Linked DNA regions of Pan troglodytes: region 2 is linked to region 1. The links are chromatin contacts, called in public HiChIP or PLAC-seq maps. All regions are on one chromosome and are shown on one strand. Each heading gives the region's core, a stretch centred on a gene start, on an enhancer-like site or on the middle of the called end of the contact. The rest is flanking DNA. Distances are from core to core; before and after follow the strand shown.

Region 1 (3,196 bases), core at 454-2,953:
GGAGCTCAAATATAGGGTAGCAGTTTAAGAGATGGTGATTCCTAAGGGACAGAGTTGGAAGTACATATTTACTGAATTCTTTGAACCCACAGCTGATGGAATGTTTAAGCTATAGATGTGAAAGAATTTTTAGGTCAGGATCTTGGGAAGCTAAGGAGAGCAATTTTTAAAAGACAGTTTTTCTGTTTTCCTAGGAAATTCCCAAGAAGCTTGTGTAGGAAAAAGTTGGTAATTATGGATCTTTTGGGGAGGAAGAGAACTATAATTCATTCTAATGGTGAGGAGAGATACCATGTTAGAATACCTTCCATACCTGGAAGTGGGGAAGTGACTGAAGATGGGCACATTGATGCTTGAAATTGTCCTTGAAAGTAGTTAATGGCAGAGATCAAAATTTCCTCCTGTTGTAAATAGTGCATGTGCCCTTTGCCAGCTTTCACTCCCACTCATTCACACCCTTAGCTTCTCAGCCCTGGAGATGTTCCATAGGGTGTTTGATCTAAACTCAGTTGCATCACCTTACCTGTTTTTCTACTTTGCCTTTCCTCCTTGAGGATATGAGTTTTATAGTTTAAGCTTAGCTTTTTGCTAAACTTTTTAGCTTTCTGCTATCCACCAGGACCATAATGCAGACCTATAGTTCTGTGCCTTTGTTTTCTATACATTTAGGAAGGTGGCTGAATATATTTAGTTATTAATAATTCATTACTTGTGAAAAGGTATTGCTTTAAAAATTATCATTAAAAATTTAAAAACCGTCCAGGCTCGGTGGCTCACACCTATAATCCCAGCACTTTGGGAGGCCGAGGCAGGCAGATCACGAGGTCAGGAGATTGAGACCATCCTGGCCAACATGTGAAACCCTGTCTCTACTAAATTACAAAAATTAGCCGGGTGTGGTGGCGCATGCCTGTAATCCCAGCTACTTGGGAGACTGAGGCAGGGGAATCGCTTGAACCTGGGAGATGGAGGTTGCAGTGAGCTGAGATCTCACCACTGTACTCCAGCCTGGTGACACAGCAAGACTCTGTCTCAAAAAAAAAAAAAATTAAAACCATTTTAGGAACATGGAATATTTCAACTGAGAATTTTCTTAAAAATTAGTCCATTGTAGTAGAAAAAACCACAACTTCAGAGCTAGGAAACTTGGTTTCAAATTCTGGGACTCTACCATTTAATAGCTTGGACAAGTCAGATAACTTTCTGGAGCCTCAGTTTCTCATCTGTAAAGTGAGGATTATACTAATATCTCCCTCACAGGACTATACTAATTTGTTGTGAGAAGTTAATGAAATAACATGGGAAAGCACCCAGCAGAAGAGTTGACACTTATTAAACACTCAATAAATATTTTTTGAATCTGAGTGGCAAAAAAAAAAAATGTAGAACACATGTTCTAAAAGCAAACACCTAAATATATTATTGGTAAAAGTGGGAATATTCTCACTTATTTTGGTTTTTATCTCTTTCTGTGTGCCTGAAGGGAAATGGCTTTGTCATCTTTCCTAGCCCAGGTTTCTAATGGGAGGGGGTAAAGAACACAGTCCTATCATTGTGCTGAAACATGTAACCACACACAGCAAATAGGTTTGGAGTATGGTGTGGTTGTTGAGGTGACATTTATTATTGAGAGACAATGAAGAATGGTGTCTTGTTGCTTCATCACAGCTACTGAACTCACAGACTGCCTGCTTGCCAGAGCCTTTGACTCCTCAGGGGGTGGAGCAAAAGATTTCTTTCCTGGATGGAGCAGTCAGTCTATGGTCAGTGTACAAGAGTTGCTGTAGCAACCTCACAGCTGTGCTCTGTCTAGCAGAAACTTGGTATGATTTCATGGATTTTGTTCACTTAAGTAAAAAACAGATTTGTTTGGTTTTTATGTAATTAGAAATTGAAATAATGGAATTGGAATTTTCTAGCCAAGGCAGGTCTCAATTTTGATGAAACTGAAGCCAGAAAGTTCCAGTGTTTGAAGCAGCAGGTATTGTGACTATATTCTGATACTGGAAATGGGAGTTGGAATCCTGAATTAACTGTACTTGGGTGGATCATTGGCAACCCAGCCATTTTTATTAGGTTGTAGATAAAGACAGGAGGGTCAGAGGGAAATGTTCAGTTTTCAACAATGTAAGATTAAAGTGGGAGATACTTAGTACATAGTAAGTTAACTGGCTGGGATAATGTAGATAATGTACTTGAAAATTATTTTTGAGCTTTTTTGGTAGCTTTCTTACTTTATTCCTTTTTTTCTATACCTGCCGGTAGATGTGAGAGCTTTTCTTACTTTAAAAGTGTAATTTTAACTATAAATGTATATTCTTTTTTTTTTTTTTTGGTGGGCATGGAGTCTCGCTGTGTCACCCAGGCTAGAGTGCAGTGGCACGATCTCAGCTCACTGCAACCTCCACCTCTCAGGTTCAAGCTATTCTCCTGCCTCAGCCTCCCGAGTAGCTGGAATTACAGGCACCTGCCACTACACCCAGCTAATTTTTGTATTTTTAGTAGAGATGGGGTTTCACCGTGTTAGCCAGGATGGTCTGGATCTCCTGACCTCAGGTGATCCGCCCACCTCAGCCTCCCAAAGTGCTGGGATTACAGGCATGAGCCACTGCGCCCAGCCTAAATGTGTATTCTTATCCATGATAAGAGATCAAAAATTAAATAAAAATTGTACTTGTAATGTGAGAAATCAATCTAAGGGGGGAAGAGGCCAGTTGGTTATGCACAATGGAAGGAGTACATTGTGGACAGAAATGCAACAGCTGCCATTATTGGTGTAGAGTAAATAATGAAACTCCTAATGGGGTTTCCTGGAACAATATTCAGCTGTAACTAAAGCTTTATCTACTGAGAACATTTAATTGTAGGTGACGTGTAGATAAGTATAAGCTGACACTCAGACATATGACAAGACAACCTTCACTAAGGCATAATAGCAACTGTGAGATTTTTAAAAAACTATGCGTGCCATTGCACCTTTTAATTAAAGTGAGATGAGGATAAATAAAAATAATATTGACTGTCACTCATCTGAAAATAAATTTACTTCTTGGTAATTAAATAGACCTTCTCAATGCCTCAGCCTTTTTCTTCATATTCCATCTACTTGTTTTCATGTAACTTTGTCTTTCAATTCGTTTTTGTTTTTTTTTTCCTGTAAGGAGAATTAGACATAGAAAAATTATAAATTTAAGCC
Region 2 (3,253 bases), core at 187-2,686, 220 kb after region 1:
TAATTCCGCGGGCCCACGTGACCTCCGGGGCCGCGCCTTCCGGACGCAACTCCGCTGGGGCGGAAGTTGGTTTTGTGCGGCTCTCAAGAACTAAGTTTGTGCTGTGCTGCGGGATCCCCAGGGAGCTTCCTTATGTCTTCGGCAGGACCCCTTCTTTTTTTCTTGAAGATTGATTTTGCTAGAAGTTATCCTGTGATGGGACTCCCTAGGGGAATGGAGGCACCACGTGGTTAAGGAGTTTGTGCGTTGCCGCCCACATAGTGTGGGCAGCTGAGGCGCCGCCCGGATCAGAGCCGCAGGGCGTCTACTCTGTCACTTTCCCAACCTGACTTTTCCGGATTGCTATTTCAGACGGCGGTTGCAGCAGCAGACCTGTCTCAACTCCACCACTGTAGTCAGAGAATCAAAAGCGGTCTGAGTTGCCAGGCCATTGGGGCGGCCCCCACCGCCACATTACCAGTGAGGAAACTGAGACTTAGAAAAGTGACCTGACCTGGACACGGGATTGCCTGACATCAGAGCTGGATTCTTAAGTTCCTGTTAGTGTTAAGGCGCTGCTCAGACTTTTAGTAAAGGTGAGCGCCATCTACTGCCAAGTCTCACAAAATATTCGCAAAATTTGATACGGTTATCACATGGTAAAAATTAGACTTTAAAAGTTGTATTTAATGCTGTGTTTTCAGCTGTTGTACACTTATGTAATTTTAATTATGCAAAGTTATCCTAATAATATAGGAATATTAATTGTTTTCGTGAGGTCTGTTTTGATGTGCCACGATGACTTTTTTGATGTGCCAAAAAAGATGACTACATAGTGCTTTTACCTTTTTGCTCAAATAGAAAGATTTTATTTCCCCTTGGGATCTTTTCAGTGTCGTCCTTCTGTACCCTCAGGACTATGAACATTTGTTCCAATGACTACGCTAGTTGGAGTAGTGTTGCTTGGATGTAAACAAAAAGCTGATAGTTTTGACTGATCCAGCCCAGAAGCATGAGAATGCTGTCAGGGAAGTGAGCTCCCACCATAAGCCCTTCAAAGAAGTGTCTGCTCTTCTCTCAGGAGGCCTCTCTCTATATTTAACACTTGACTATCTGGCACCCAGACCAAAAGAAAGCGCAAGGCAACTTTAATTTTTTTTTAAGGTTAAGAATGTAAATAGGGGCCGGACGCGGTGGCTCACGCCTGTAATGCCAGCACTTTGGGAGGCCAAGGCGGGTGGATCACCTGAGGTCCGGAGTTTGAGACCAGCTTGGCCAACATGGTGTAAACCGCGTCTCTCCTAAAAATACAAAAATTAGCCGGGCATGGTGGCACGTGCCTGTAATCCCAGCTACTAGCAGGGCTGAGGCAGGAGGATCGCTTGTATCCGGGAGGCGGAGGTTGCAGTGAGCCGAGATCACACCACTGCACTCCAGCTTGGGGAACAGAGCGAGACTCGTCTCAAAAAAAAAAAAAAAATGTAAATAGAAGCTCTGTTCTCAGAGCTTGGTGTGTTATCTTCTTTCCACCCTAGGATAAACACACTCCTCTGTGCAGACCATTGTTTAACAATTTGTCACCTGGATGTTTAACTCTAGTCCTCAGATATTCCTCAGTCCTGATAAAGGGACATTTCACGCTCTTGTTTTAAGACTAGAAAACCATTGGTTTATTTTATTTTGCATGGCAACTGTAGAGGTAGATCAAGGGAGTTCCAAAGTCATTTTCACCATTTCAGAGAGACAGCTTTTTTTTTTTCAGTTCCTGACAGTAAGCTTCTGTTTATTGTTGTCATAAAGCAGGGTTTCTCAATCTTGGCGCTATCAAGATTTCAGGCTGACTCATTCTTGCTTGTCCTGTGCATTGTTGGATATTCGGCAGTATTCCTAGCCTCTACACACTAGATACCAGAAGCACCCCACCTTTCAGTTGTGACAACCAAAAATATCTCCCAATATTGTTAAATGTCTCCTGGGGATAAAATCACAATTGAAAGGCACCCTCAGAGAGTTCTTCTGTGTGCAAGGTCAGCCATCACTCAGGTTATTTCCTCTTAGACACATTGCTTGCAATTAGATTGTCGATTGGTTGTTAGAGCGACCTTCTTAACCATTTATTTTCTTGAAAGCAGCAAGACAGAGTGCTTCTGCGCTTGTGAATCTTCTAGCAGTATAAGCTCCCTCTAAGTTTTTTAAACAGCAGATTTTTAAACAATGCTTCAGCCTTGTGTCAGCACCTTTCCCCAAATAAACAGATCAACACTCCAAACAGGACCCTGCCTTCTAGCTATAACTAACATCCAGTGGCCCCTTAATAATCAGAGTTTTGCCTCCACTACTTGATAGCAAGAAGTACAAACCCCCTTGTACTAGCTTATGTTAAAGGGAATCCATTCACTGTAAGAATATGACAGTAAATCTTATAGGCATTCAGGGGTGGGAAATCAAGTGTGTGAGGGCCAAGGGAGACTTGAACTTAAAAGGAGGAATCCCTAGCACGTGGAGCTGGTTTGCTAGGACTTCGTTTCAGGCTTCAACCCTACAGGACATTGCCAGATCTATAGAGCCACAGCCAATCATCTCCATTGCCCAGTATTCCAGTTATATAGCTCTTGGAAGAGATAACTTGACTCAGTACCATGCCTTCCCAACCTGTCTGTTACCTACTCTCTGCTCTGACTCCATCCATGCAGTCTACACTAGAGCTCCCTGAACTTCCAGTTCTCCTAACTGGTCATGTTTTCTTTTGCATGTGGATCTTCATCCATGCTATTTCTTCTGCCTAGAATATTGTTATTCCCTTCTGGCATCTGACCAACTCCTACTTCTTTCAGGTCTCTCAGCTAAGCTGTCACTCCCATCTTAAGCTATCCTTAAAATATTCAACTACCCCTTTCTCCCCACTCCCAGACTATAAAAGGTGTTCCTGCTCTGTGCACCCTGGACTTGCCCATAACAAAGCATATACTGCATTATATAGCAGTTGTCTTTCTCACTAGATTAACTGAGAAATAGTGCTCACCAGTTTATTCCCTGCACTTAATTTTAAAAAAATGAATAAATGAACAAACTGGCTTATTTCAGTCAGTTGTCCACCCTTGCCAAAAATTAGCTGCATTAAAAAGCACAGGAGGAGCCCGGCGTAGTGGCAAGCACCTGTAATCACAGCTACTTGGGAGGTTGAGGCAGAAGAATCTATTGAACCCAGGAGGCAGAGGTTGCAGTGAGCCGAGATTGCATCACTGCCCTCCAGCCTGGGCAACAGAGTGAGACT

What was found. HiChIP or PLAC-seq counts read pairs in DNA pulled down with a chosen protein or histone mark.
Region 2: a contact with region 1 is called in an H3K4me3 HiChIP or PLAC-seq map of stem cell-derived excitatory neurons, with 4 times the contacts expected there. The contact joins the promoter of CD164 here to the promoter of LOC112204050 in region 1. A contact is called at or near these places in 1 of 7 Hi-C or Micro-C datasets (a lymphoblastoid cell line) and 1 of 1 datasets of contacts at active chromatin or transcription factors (stem cell-derived excitatory neurons).

What each region holds. Positions count from the first base shown.
Region 1 is chr5:121,079,706-121,082,901 of NHGRI_mPanTro3-v2.0_pri, forward strand. It overlaps LOC112204050, which reads left to right and starts at 1,704. Exons shown (of 47, transcript XM_054686851.2): 1 at 1,704-1,823.
Region 2 is chr5:121,299,899-121,303,151 of NHGRI_mPanTro3-v2.0_pri, forward strand. It overlaps CD164 (CD164 molecule), which reads right to left and starts at 1,437. Exons shown (of 5, transcript XM_009451804.3): 1 at 1-1,437.